Regions from separate parts of the Sus scrofa genome. Here region 1 is linked to region 2. Evidence: chromatin contacts called from public Hi-C data. All regions are on one chromosome and are shown on one strand. Each heading gives the region's core, a stretch centred on a gene start, on an enhancer-like site or on the middle of the called end of the contact. The rest is flanking DNA. Distances are from core to core; before and after follow the strand shown.

What was found. A called contact is a pair of places that touch in the nucleus more often than the background predicts.
Region 1: a Hi-C map of omental adipose tissue shows a contact between it and region 2, with 2.4 times the contacts expected there. The contact joins two enhancer-like sites. A contact is called at or near these places in 8 of 47 Hi-C or Micro-C datasets (embryonic fibroblasts, liver, mesenteric adipose tissue and 4 more) and 1 of 2 datasets of contacts at active chromatin or transcription factors (skeletal muscle).

What each region holds. Positions count from the first base shown.
Region 1 is chr9:27,683,083-27,689,609 of Sscrofa11.1, forward strand. No RefSeq gene overlaps it. Among named protein-coding and RNA genes, the nearest start is that of CEP57, 130 kb to the right of the region's middle. Within about 2 kb of position 4,064, at least 1 of the 83 cell types and tissues checked has an H3K27ac peak or open chromatin away from gene starts, as enhancers often do. A contact at or near this core is called in omental adipose tissue, where this site is marked.
Region 2 is chr9:27,182,225-27,189,645 of Sscrofa11.1, forward strand. No RefSeq gene overlaps it. Among named protein-coding and RNA genes, the nearest start is that of ENDOD1, 52 kb to the left of the region's middle. Within about 2 kb of position 5,712, at least 39 of the 83 cell types and tissues checked have an H3K27ac peak or open chromatin away from gene starts, as enhancers often do. A contact at or near this core is called in omental adipose tissue, where this site is marked.

The DNA.
Region 1 (6,527 bases), core at 2,814-5,313, 500 kb after region 2:
GGAACCCACGTCTTCATGGGTACCAGTCGGGTTCGTTAACTGCTGAATCAGGATGGGAACTCTCCTTTCTCATTTTTGTGTGTGTGTAACTAATAGACTAAGAGAGATGGATGTTTTTACTGCTGTGCAGAAACAAACACAGAGAGTCAAGGAAAATGAAGAAACAGGGAACCATGCCTCAAACAGAGAAGTAAGATAAATCACCAGAAACCCTCCCTACAAATAAGGAGATATATGAGTTACCTAACAGAGAATGCAAAATTCTTAATAAACTAAAGATAAGAAAAGAAGATAATCATGAACTCAGGAGGAAAAAAGGGTAACAGAGGAAGAATTTCAACAAAGAGCAGAAAGTATAAAAAAAGAACCAGAAATCTTGGCCCTGAAGAATACAATAACTGAACTGAAAAATTCAATAGAGGAGTTCAGCAGCAGGCTCTCTCAAGCAGAAGAATGAATCAGTATATTTGACAAGATTTGAAATAATCCAGACAGAGAAATGGAATAAAAGAATGAAATGGAGTGAAGAAAGCTAAAGGGACTTATGAAACCTTACCAGTTAAACAAATATATGCACTATGGATATCCTAGAAGAGACGAAGAGTGAGCCAGAAAGCTTACACAAAGAAATAATAGCCAAAAACTTTCCAAGTATGGGGAAGGAAATGGATGCCAGGTCCAGGAAGCCCAAAGGATTCCAAAAAAGACGAAACAAAAAATCTATACTGGGACACATTATAATCAAACTGTCAAAATTCAAAGACAAAGAATTTTTAAAGCAGAAGTAGAAAAGCAATATATGATATAGAGGGGAAATGCCCACAAAACTACCAGCACTTTTCTCAGCAGAAATCTTGCTGGCCAGAAGATATTACATAATATATTCAAAATATTGAAAGGAAAATACCCCCAAGAATACTACACCAGGAAAATTATCCTTCAAAAATGAAGGAGCAATAAAGACTTTCCCAGACAAACAAAAGCTGAGGGAATTCATCAGCACTAGAAATGACTTATAAGAAATGTTAACGGGAGTTTAAAGTTGAAACAAAAGTATACTTAACAGAAATGTGAAGCATGTGAAAGTATAAAAGTCATTGTTAAAGGTAAATTTATATATGTGTGTGTGTATTTATATACTATGATACTATAATGGCCATGCATAAATCACTTTTACTTCTAGTATAAAAGTTAAAGAGAAAATTATTTAAAATAACTATAAGTATAAAAATATATTAATGGATACACAATTTGAAAAGATGTCAGCTGTGACATTAATAACATAAAGAAAGCAGAGGAAATAAAAGTATAGGGTTGCTTATGCCATTGAAGTTAAATTATCAGCTTAAAATAGACTATTAGCTATAAGATGTTTTATGTAAGTCCATGGTAACCACAAAGGAAATATCTCTTTTTAAGAGAAGCTTGTATTTAATAACCTGAAAATTATGTTTTTCCATCTTTGAATTCATATACTATTTACTGCCCTGAGTCCCTATAACTTGGCATTTATAACATAGTCCTCTTATTTATTTCTTACTGATATTCCATCTGGTCACTATAAGCTTCCTAAGAGCAGAACAATGTCTTACATGTTTCTATACACCTTAGCTCCACATGAATTGTCTTAGTAGTCATTTGCTCTGGTTAGACCTTATAGGTCAAGAGGAATGACGTTTTGCTCAAAGCAAAGCTTAAGAAAATGAAATTAATTATAAAAGTACATGTGTCTGGGTGATGGAAAACTGCTGAAGTCTCACTGCCAAGCCTTTTCTTATCTTTTTTCAAGAGTTTAAAAATTCCATAATACAGGCTGATATGAAAAAAGGAGGTGAACAAATGGGATGCCCTCTGAAATTTGCCCTGGAAAGTTATAAGCATTAGTATCCACAACTGAGAGCTATAAGTAGAGAATAGTCATGAGGAAATGGAAAAAACGTTTTCTTTTCTTTTTTCAAGAGTTTAAAATATCTTTTACTATTGCTCTCTTCCCAACAGAATACTCCTGGTCCAATAGTTCAGACTTAATAAAACTTTATTTTTTTTAATTTATTTTTCTCTTTTTAGGCCCACACTTGCAGCATATGGAGGTTCCCAGGCTAGGGGTCGAATCAGAGCTGTAGCTGCTGGCCTACACCACAGCCACAGCCACATAGGATCCGAACCGCAGTTGCAAACTACATCACAGCTGATGGCAGTGCTGGATCCTTAACCCACTGAGGGACACCGGGGGTTGAGCCTGCATCCTCACGAGTGCTAGTCAGACTCGTTTCTGCTGAGCCACGACGGGGGAACTTCTGGGAAGTCCTTCTTGATCTGCCCACAGCACCATATATATTCTCTATCAGAGCAGATAGAACATCTTCTTCAAAATAATAATGTATTCAGTTGTTGGCTCCATTAAATCAGAACTGTATCTGTCTTACTGTTGAATCCCCAATGCTCAGCCTATTGAGGCATTTAATTAATATTTGCTGAATAAGTGATATCTTGTGTTTTTTCTTCCCTCTGCAACATAGACTGTTTTTCTCTTGCTACCAACTGACTTAAACTTTTCATTCTTTCTCCCTACTTTTTACTGACCTCCTGGTATCTACTACTTTATAGCATCTACTCTGTCAGTATTCCGATTCTTACTCTTTTTTCTTGCAACTTCCACAGTCTCCATTGGCCCTGGTCCTTCCTCATGACTATTCTCTATTTACAGCTCTCAGTTGTGGATACTAATTCTTATAACTTTCCAGGGCAAATTTCAAAGAGCACCCCATTTGTTCACCTCCTTTTTTCATATCGGCCTGTATTATGGAATTTTCTAGGCTGTGGCAGGGCAGAGTTACAAAGCTATACATAGCCGTGGATATGGCTGTCTAAACCCCTTCTTTATCAGGAGGCATATTTTCTTAGAAAGCATTAGAGGTGTATCAGTCATTAAAGCTGAAGTCTGTCTTATAATTAATTATGAAAAATAACGCTAGTATATTTTTTGCTAGTTGGTGTCCAAAAATACAAAATCCGAGGCACACAAAAATCAGATGTTTTACCCTCACACTGTACCCTATAGAGGCAAAGCAAAACAAGTACTGCCTTCCTTTCAGCAACTGAGGAAACTAGCACAGAGTGTTTGATTGACTAGCCGAAGATCGCACAGTCAGTCAGAAACCTGTTTACCATGACAGGGGTCTCAATCCTGAGGTCTTGCCAGCTGGGCCTCTTCCATGTTCTTGGTCAAGTCCTCTTTCACTTGTTGATATTCAGACTACCTTATTCAAGCAAGCCTCAGAAGAGGTCTGTTATCATACCTTTTATGGAGAGGATGAGGAAGAAATTGGAAGAACAGAGTTTACTGATTGAGACTCTTAAAAGTTTGACTTGAAATTTCCATGGTTAGCCTCAAGTAATACAATTCAATCCTTCCCACTCTCTCCACTCTCAATAATAAATAACCAAGTCTATTAAGATTGAATAGAAATTTCTCTGCATTTATTTTACTTTTGACCATGAAAAATCTCATTGGGGTGTTGCCATGGAGACCATGATGTCATGAGCAACACAGTGTACTGCACTGAAACCCCAGAGAATCAAAGATAGGGTTTGGTGGAAGCCTTTTCTGGGCAAGTTTATTGCACTTAATAAGAAAATGGAAAGTTGAGAGAAAAATATTAGAAAATATTTTTTAGAAAAATATGTCTAAACATTGCATGATGCTGGGGATCAGTTGATGTGGTCACTGAAAACTTCACAAAGGAAAGTGCCTTTATGGTTTAAACACACTAAGGGATCAGAGTAAGGGGGTGAACAGAGTATGTGACCAAGCTGGTTGTGCTTTGGACAGACTGTTCCCAAGATGAGAGTAGGATATTTTGGTCATATTGAAAATTCACTGTGAAATTAAATGGAAATAAGAAACTCTTAGACTAAATAAATTAGCATGGGTATTGCTTAGTAGAGCTTTGTACACACTCAGGACAACAACTCTGTTCTTCTTCAATGTCAAGTGTTGTACACTGTTCCATGGGCTCTCCGGTTCCAATTCCCTTCCTTTATATGCAGTCTTTCCCACCTAGACTATTTTCTGGCTCATCATCAGAGGTCTTTTTTTTTTCTTCTTCTTCTTCAGTCTTACAGACCACAACTTTCCAGAGGAGGAAGAAGAAAAAACAATACTAAAGGGAAAAGAAGGACAAAAAATAAAGGGAACCGAGGTCAGACCAATGGGAGTGACGGGATTGAAAAGCCTCAGGTTTGAGTATTGAAATAGGTGTTGTAAATGATAGACACATTTGATGAGCAGGTATGTACATGTCAAAGAATCAGCATGTTCTTGATCAAGTCTGAGATTCTTTTGGATGTGGAGTGCTGCCAACTTTCAATGTAAGAGTTTCAACATCTGAATTCCTGAAATTCTACATGGGAGGGATTTTAAAATATATGAGAAGATTTGCTGTAATAAAGAACTGTCTCTGTGAAGACATGTTCATTTCTTACCAGTTTTTTCCTTAGATGAAATTCACATAATATAAGGTGAATCGTTTTTAAATGAACAATTCAGTGGCATTTAATGCATTCTCAATGTTGTGTAAACACTACCTCTACTTAGTTCCAAAACATTTTTATCACACCAAAATAAAGCCTTGTACCCATTAAGCTATTACTCCCCAATCCTCCCTTCCTCTAGCACCAGGCAACCACCAGTCTGCTTTCTGTTTCTATGAATTTAGCTTTTCTAGATATTTCACATAAATGGAAACACACAATATGATATGTAACCTTTTGGGTCCGGATTCTTTCACTGAGCATAATGTTTTCAAGATTAATCTCATTCTAGCAGGTATCAATACTTCATTCTTTTTATGGCCAAATAATATTCCATTGTATGTATAAACCACAATTTGCTTTCCATTCATCCACTGATTAACATTTGGGTTATTCCACCTTTTGGCTCTTGTGAATAGGGCTGTTATGAACATTCACGTACAAGTATTTATTTGAGTACCCGCTTTCAATTATTTTGGTTATATACCTAAGTGTGGAATTGTTGGGTCTATGTTTAACTTTTTGAGAAATTGCAAAACTATTTTTCACAGTGATTGAACCATTTTACATTCCCATCAGCAATGTATGAGGATGCCTATTTCTCCACGACCTCACCAATACCTGTGATCTTCTATTTTTTTATAGCCATCCAAGTGGGTGTGGAGTGGTAAGACATTGTAGTTTTTATTTGCATATCCCTAATGAATATGTTGAGCATATTTTCACATATTTGTTAACCATTTATATATCTTCCTTGGGAAAAATACCCTATTCTTATATTTTGCTCATATATAAAGTGTTTTTTGTCTTTTTGTCACTGAGTTGTAAGGGTTGTTTATGTATCCTAGATCATAAGTCCTTAGCAGATATATTATTTGGAAATATTTTCTCCCATTTTGTAGATTATCTTTTCATTTTCTTGATAATGTCCTTTAATGTGCAAAATTTTGTTTTGATAAAGTCAAATTTATCTTTTTTGGATGCTTTTGGTGCCATATCTAAGACTCCATTGCCAAATCCAAGGTCATATAGACTTACTAATATATTTTCACTTAAAAGTTTTACAATCCTTTCTTTATTGATCTTCTGCCTGAATGTTCTATCCATTGTCAAATGCAAGGTATTAAAATATCCAACTATTATTGTAGAACTCTTTCTCCCTTCAATTCTATTGATGTTTGCTCCCTATATTTTGGGGCTCTACTGTTTGGTACAGAAATGTATATGTACAAATTATATCACCCTCCTCAACTGACTCTTTTATCAGTATATAATGACTTTTTTCCATTTCTTATAGCAATTTTTTGGAGTCTAGTTTGTCTAATTAGCATAGCCACTCAAGCTGTCTTTTGGTTACTATTTTCATGAAGTGACTTTTTCATTCTTTCACTTTCAACCTGTTTGTACCTTTGGCTCTAAAGTGAGTCTCTTGTAGACAGCATATAGTTAGGTCATTTGAAAAATCCATTCATAAGGAGTTCCTGCCGTGGCACAGCAGAAACAAATCTGACTAGGAACTATGAGATTGCGGGTTTGATCCCTGGCCTCATTTAGTGGGTTAAAGATGTGGCGTTGCCATGAGCTATGGTGTAGGTCACAGACGTGGCTTGGATCTGGTGTTGCTGTGGCTCTAGCATAGGCCAGCAGCTGTAGTTCCAATTAGACCCTTAGCCTGGGAACCTGCATGTGCCATGGGTGCGGCCCTGAAAAGACAAAAGACCAAAAAAAAAAAAAACATATCCATTCATAAGTCTCTGCCTTTTGATTGGTGAGTTAACTTATTTTTTTAATTGAATGTAAAAACTTATTCCAAATACCCTACACTTTCATCCATTCACCCATTCATTTATCGAAGAACACTTATTAAGATCTGTTTTAAGTTTCAGATATCATTTTAGATGCTATGAAAAACACATTTGAACAAAATTTAGATCTTCTTTTTTTTTTTTTTTTTTTTTGTCTTTTGTCTTTTTTGTTGTTGCTGTTGTTGCTAT
Region 2 (7,421 bases), core at 4,462-6,961:
CTTTTTGTGTGCCTCTTGGCCATCTGTACATCTTCTTTGAAGAAATGTCTATTTAGGTTTTTTGCTCATTTTTTGGATTTTTGTTGTTGTTATTGAGTTGTATGTGCTGTTTACATTTTGGAAATTAACTTCTTGTTGGCTGCATTGTTTGCAAATATTTTCTCCCAGTCTGTAGGTTGTCTTTTCATTTTGCTTACAATTTCCTTTGCTATTCAAAAGCTTAGATGTTTGATTAGGTCCCATTTGCTTATTTTTGCTTCTATTTCTATTGCCTTGGGAGACTGACCTAAAAAAACCTTGGTATGATTTCCGTCAGAGAATGTTTTGCCTAGGTTCTCTTCTAGGAGTTTTATAAAGTCATGTCTTATGTTTAAGTCTTTAGGCCATTTTTTAGTTTATTTTTGTGTATTGCATGAGGGTGTATTCTCACCTCATTGATTTACATGAGGCTATCCAGCTTTCCCAACACACTCGCTGAAAAGACTCTTTTCTCCACTATATATTCTTGCCTTCTTTTCCTCTGATTTCTTTTTTCTTTTTTTTTTTTTTTTTGTCTTTTCTAGGGCTACTCCCGCGGCATATGGAGGTTCCCAGGCTAGGGGTCGAATAGGAGCTGTAGCCGCCAGCCTACACCAGAGCCACAGCAATGCCAGATCCGAGCTGCATCTGCAACCTACACCACAGATCACTGCAACGCTGGATCCTTAACCCACTGTGCAAGGCCAGGGATCGAACCCACCACCTCATGGTTCCTAGTTGAATTCATTAACCACTGATGGGAACTCCTTTTCCTCTGATTTCTTAACCATTAAGCTTTACCTAAAGCAGTATTCTAAAAACTGAATAATGAAAGAGTCACCACTTTCAAAGATGGAGTATTATTTTCAAGAATATAAAAACACAAATCCTAGTAAAATGTATAAACTAGAAATATAATAATAATGTATAATCTAGAAACATAGTTCTAGTGGGATTTGGGATATTGTTTTGAGAAATCCACTGAAGGAAGAGCTAACACTTAGGGAGCAGCTCCCGTGGTCCAGGCTCTTACACAGTTTATGTAAACTCATTTCATTCTCACAATAATCTTTTTCCCCCAGGTGAAAAATGAAATTTCTAGAGGCTAAATAACTTGCCCCAAGTCACACACCACTAAGTGACAGAAGGAGGATTAAAACACAGGTGTGGGAGTTCCCTTTGTGGCGCAGTGGAAACAAATCCAACTAGGAACCATGAGGTTGTGGGTTCGATCCCTGGCCTCGATCAGTGGGTTAAGGATCCAGCGTTGCCGTGAGCTGTGGTGTAGGTCACAGACGCGGCTCGGATCTGGCATTGCTGTGGCTGTGGTGTAGGCTGGCAGCAACAGCTCCGATTAGACCCCTAGCCTGGGACCCTCCATATGGCAAGGATGTGGCCCTAAAAAAAAAAAAAAAAAAAAAAAAAGGCATAAACACTGGTGTGTCCTGGTCCACTTTCCATGTTTTTTCCAGGAAGCTCTGAGTTATGGGTTGGTCTCCCCAGGGATCAGACTCTGCGATGAGATGCGTGTGAATGGAGATTAATTGGGAAGTGCTCAGGGAGCACACTTGCAGGTGAACATAAAACTACAGGAGCTCGCCAAGGAGAAGGTGGCTGTGATGCACTGGAAGAACTCAGTGGGTCCATGAAGCATTCTCAAGCGGAGCTAGCGCTTCAGAGATATCCCGATGAGGGGCAAAGGGCCTTGAACCTTTATTACTGCCCCCCTCCCCATGGCCCCATAGCAGGCATCACAGTAAATGGCTACAGAATAGATAAATGCATCAAGCAGTCAACTCAGATTGAGCTGTCAAGGGAGGCAACACAGCAGAGGGGAGAGTCTTGGGTGGGGTCAGGAGAGTCTTATCGGGAGAGTCTTTCCTGCAGGGCTCTAGAATATTCAGGACTCTCCTCAAAAAGGAGAAGCCAGATCTCTAAGCCCAAACACAGTGCGAAGGTGAACACTCCAAGTCCCTGTATACAACCTGTCCAAAGAGTCCTTGGTGCAGGGTGGTACATTTTTAATGTTGTTGAGTTTAGGCCTGGCCCCAAATCGAATCAACTTACAGTATTGAATTCATTTACTCTAGGATTCCGAGTTGTGACCACACACCCAGGGGGAGTTCCTAAAAGTAAATGATTCGGGAACTCTGCATGTCTAGAGGCTGGTGGTAGGAGACTGTTAGCTGATATTAACAGCCAACCATAAAGACATTCATCCTCAGTGGGCCGCAGCCCAGAGGGTGGGATGCAGTAAAGGAATCCCAGTCCCATCCCTCGTGTCTGGGCCTGGTCCAGTCTCACCTTCAGTCTCTGTGGAAAATGGGAAGATTGGGGACCAAGGAGCATTAGAAGTCCACAGGGAAGAGGACAAGATGAAGTCACTTAAGGGAAATAGGATTGATTTGTTGAATACATGTCATCTCATTTAATCCTTATTACAACTGCATGAATTACTCTGGCAAGCTTTCCAGAGGAGGAAAGTGAGATTCAGAAGGGCGAACTGCAATCCCGTGGATGTGGAAAGAAACAGAGAAGGAGAAAGGAGTGAAGGAAAGAGGGAAGGGAGGAGACTAGAGTTGGACACATTTATTACAAGAAAGGCGACAGGAGTTCCTGCTGTGGCTCAGTAGGTTAAGAACCCGACTAGTATCCATGAAGATGCAAATACTATCCCTGGCCTTGCTCAGTGGGTTAAGGATCTGGCGTTGCCATGAGCTGTGGTGTAGGTCGAAGATGTGGCTTGGACCTGGTGTTGCTGTGGCTGTGGTGTAGGCCGGCGGCTACAACTCTGATTTGACCCCTAGCAGGGGAACTTTCCTATGCCACAGGTGTGGCCCCAAAAAGACAGAAAAAAGGAGGAAAGAAAAGAAAAAAGGGGACAATTTTTTTAAAGGGGGCAATTTTTAAAAAGCTGCCAAAACATACTCATGCTGCCAGTACACCATGCTTCTGCCCTGTGCACCCAAAGTGGGAACCAAGAGTGAATAAGTCCCTGAACCCCCAGGCTTCATTCTACCTTCTCTTTGTCCTTTCTAAATATCTGCAGATTCTGCTTGAGGCTCCCAAAGACCTCTGATGGCCTGTCTCCAGAGGATTTAAGCCTGTGATCACAGAAATCATTTTTGGCTTCAGTTCTAATAGAATTTTCAACAATGAAATGAATACTTTGTGTACTATAGGAAATTTAAAATATGTTATTTCATTCACTCTTCATAATAGCCTGCCAAGATAAAGAATTATTATGTCTATTTTTGTGGAAGATGAATCTGAAGCTCAGACAGGTTAAATAAGTGGTTCAAGGTCACACAGTGAGTGTCAGAACTGGGATTCTGAGCCAGATGGGAGGCTACACACGTTTCACTTGACCATCCTGCCTCAAAGTTACTGAGGTCCAAGGAGTTCCTGTCGTGGCTCAGTGGTTAACAAATCCGACTAGGAACCATGAGGTTGCGGGTTCGGTCCCTGCCCTTGCTCAGTGGGTTGACGATCCAGCATTGCCCTGAGCTGTGGTGCAGGTCACAGACGCGGCTTGGATCCCGCGTTGCTGTGGCTCTGGCGTAGGCCAGTGGTTACAGCTCCTATTCGACCCCTAGCCTGGGAACCCCCACACGCCAAGGGAATTGGCCCAAGAAATGGCAAAAAGAAAAAAAAAATGTTACTGAGGTCCATGAAGTCGGTATATTATTACCCTGGCCTTCCTTTTGGTCGATCCACACAGTCGGGATCCATCAGAGGTTGCAGATTTTGCATGGATCGGTTGCCCAGTGAAGGGCATTTTATTTGTATTTATTGAGTTCAGTCTGTGTGTGTGCGTGTGTCTTGGCATCCATATAGCATACAAGCCTCCTTCAAATATATTAAGCTTTCCATGTGTACTGAGGCATCCGGCAAGAAGTGGTCCATTGCCAGTGCAAATAGAGGAAGAGTGCAGGCAGCCTTGTTGGGGTGGCGGTGTTGGGAGAAGAAGTTTGTGAGGAATGGAGCTGTCAGTGCAGATACCTCACCTATGCCTCCCCCCAGATAACCAGCACCCCCATGTTAGTATTTACCCAAGGAGCCATGCAGTCTCTACTGTGGGTCTGTAGTTCTTTAGCGACCCCAGAGCCATCACCCACTGCCCTGTGCCTTTGGCCGTCATCCTTGGTCTGGGACCGGCTCTATCCTGTGTGGATGCTGCCAAATAGTTCCTCAAAGGCAGGTGGGTGTAGCCCTTATCCACAGCACCCCTGAGGCTCAGGCCTCGTGCAGAGTGGCTGGGAGAGCCCAGGTGCTCCTGGGTCCTGGCAGTGCTCTGAGAGGTGGGTGTGAGCGTTGAGGGAAGGCTGAGCCGCAGGAGGGGAGAGGACCATTCTGGAAGCAACTGCCAACAGAAGGCACTGTCCTCCCAGAACCCCATGAGGAGGCAGAGGGCCCCCCCCCCCCCCCCCCCCCCCCCGTGACACTGTGACCACTGCTACCAGGCAACCAAGGAGATGAGTGAAGGAGAGGGGTGGGAAAATGTTATTGATTGGGGCATATGGAAGAACTTGAGTCAAGCGAGTGCCAGGGACAATGTCAAAATGGCATTGACCCTCCACCCTGGCCGATGGAAAGAAAAAAAAAATTATATACGTATACACAGTTTCTCTTAAACAGCGCTGAGTTAGAGATTCCCCTCTGCCTTTTACCGTCTTAGGGCCAGGCACATAACCTAAGGGCAGGTCATAATTCTCTGGATAAGGCTGTCGGGGAGGAACCCAAGGCTGACACACACCCAGAGCGCTGGAAAAGTTAGCGCCCTTCCCGCCCACCCCTGGGAAGGCTTAGGAAGGCTGCTTTGCTTTCTGCCCAGGCCGAGGAAGAGCTCTCAGGGAGAGTGAGGCTTGGCGATGTCCTCGGAGTCCTCTGCGGGGCGGGCCCTGCCAGGATGAGGGCAGCATCCTCCGGGAGGGCGCGCTACAAAGAGGCATTGTTCCGGGAGAGCTCGCTGCGGGGGCGCTGGCTCCGCCGCAGGCCTGGGTGTGGGCGGGTTTGCTCCCCTCCAACCCCCAGGAGCAAACACAGTGGCCAGCCTCCAGCAGTAGTTTGTTAAAAATCAGGAATGCGGGACAGTGCCAGAGACCGTTTATTTTCCCTTGGGGTGGGCCGGAGAGAAAGCCGCTCCCTTTCTTGGGAGGGATCCAGTCTGTCCCGCCTTGCGAGGTGGCTGACCCAGTTCCCGAGGTTCCCAGGGAGGCGGCCAGGTGACCGCACCGCCCCTTGCTCTGGGCGACTGCGTGCCTTTCCCAGTCCCACGCAGCCTGCTTTTTCCCGCGCCGAGAAGAGATGCGATGACTCCCGGGCCCGAAGCCGGGATAAACTTAACCCACTCTCACTCCACGCTAGTGTAAGGAGATGGAGCGGTGCTCGGTCTCGAAAGCGGGCGATTGTGCAGCTGCGGAGGACACACACACACAGACACACACACACACACGCACGCACACGATTCCCATCGGCAAGGAAACCCGGCGCCTCCTTTGGCCACTCCCCAAGCCCCATGAGGGCGGTGGTGGAAGGAGCTACTTTTCTAGGAAGAGGGCTGCTGGGTCGGTAGCCCTCAATTCTCTATTTGGGGGTTGTCCGCTGCTCGGGGGCACCCCCTCCAAGGCTCTAAGGAGGAAAGGACCAGGGTTTAAGGAGCTTTTCTTCACCTTTATCGCTGTCTGCCGCGCCCGCCTCCAGATGGCGCTCCCCGTGAGGGCAGCGGGTCGAGTCCGACGGCGAAGGCTCCAGTCTGGGGTTCGGCCTGCGCGGGAGGAGCTGCGCGTCCGAACACGGCTGCCCCCACCACCCTAGACACCCACCCGGCCCCTGCATCTCTGTGCCACTCGGCGCCGGGGGGTGAGGGGTGGGGAGGGGCGGAATGAACCCAAAGAAATAGGCAAAGGCCAAGGGGCACTGCCAGGCTCCTTCCCGGTGGCCGGATCGCGTCCTTCCTCCCCTTCCAAGGGCTGGGAGAATTTGAGGGTCAGAGGGAAGACTTGGTGTCTTTCCAGAAAGTTGCACTCTCATCTCCCCAATTCTGCATTGCCCTCTGGGCCTCTTTGGACTCTCTGAACCCCCTGGTGGGATCCGATCCCAGTCCAGGAAGTCAGGTGGCCTGCGGGAGGGCAGCGCTCAGCTTAGGGGGTCGGGGCCCCGCTCGCCCTCTCGCGACCCTACCCAGGGCCCCCGCGTGTGGAACCCGCACATCCCCGACGGCCTCGCTCGGATGACCCTCCTGGGAAAGGCTGGGCGAATCTAACCACGCGGATTGTCATTTATTAATGGACACCAAGAAAGGGAAGCTGGGGTCCGCGCCTGTGAGTGCCTCTGTGGGTGCCTCCCCTCCCTGCAGGCAGGCCCCAAGGGGAGGCCAGAGCAGGCAAAGCTTCTGTGAGCTCAGAGCAGGGGAGTTAAAGGAATCAAAGGTATGGGGACATCAGCCTCGGACAGCCTGTTAACCCATCTCACTGTGATCAAATATTTACATGAGCTTCCTAAGGCTCGCCCTTACCTAGACCTGCGTCTCCCCTTTTTAGCGAGATGGGGCGCATCGCAGATGCAAGCACGCCGCTTACAGTGTAGTCCAGCCGTTCTTGGCCTATCGGCTTATCGGCCAATTTCACAGGTTCGCCGGCAGAGGGCAACCTTATTCCAAGTTCTCGGGCGCCTTTAGGATCCGCTCCTCTTTCCACCCAACTGGCGAGGTGAGACTAAGTCTTCCCTGTTTGCAGTCGTTCCTTGCTCATCTAGCGTCCCCCGGAAGATCCAAGCCGCCCCCTCACTTGCGGAAAGTCCTAGGGAAGAGCGGCCCTGGGCATCGTGTCTCTAGCACAGCCAGTGTGAGCTGGCTCTGTCCGGGTGGCTGTCCTTTTATTCCTCCTCCTGAGAACTGTTTGCTTTTTAAGGAAGCATGGGCGCCTGCAGGGAGACAGAGAGAGGGGAGGATGGCTGGGCAGCCTCTGAGACAGGCTGAGGGGAGGTTTTCCCTGTTTTGTGAGATCTCTTCAGTTTGCACTTCAGTTAGCGTGCGGCAGCCTCTGCTCTGTGTCAGGCACTCGGTTGAGCGTTTTCCTTAGAGGCACAAGCCCTGGGCTTGGAGCCGCATGCAGCGGGCTTCTGGCTCTGCCTCTGAATTTCTTCTTATAGCAGCACATCTTGTTCATAGCGTTTCCCACTATGCAATTAAATGCTAGTGTAGTCGTTTCATCCATTCAGGACATATTTCTACGTGCCAATATATGACCCCTTGCTGAGCTTGTAGTCAGACAATAGGCAGTAAATGTAATAACGAGAGCATGTCTGTTGGGAGGGGGCCGATTGTACAGAGCCTTGCAGACATTTTATGGGCTTTAATGTGAAAGAAATGGGGAGCCAGGCCTGGGTTTTGCCAGACAGCT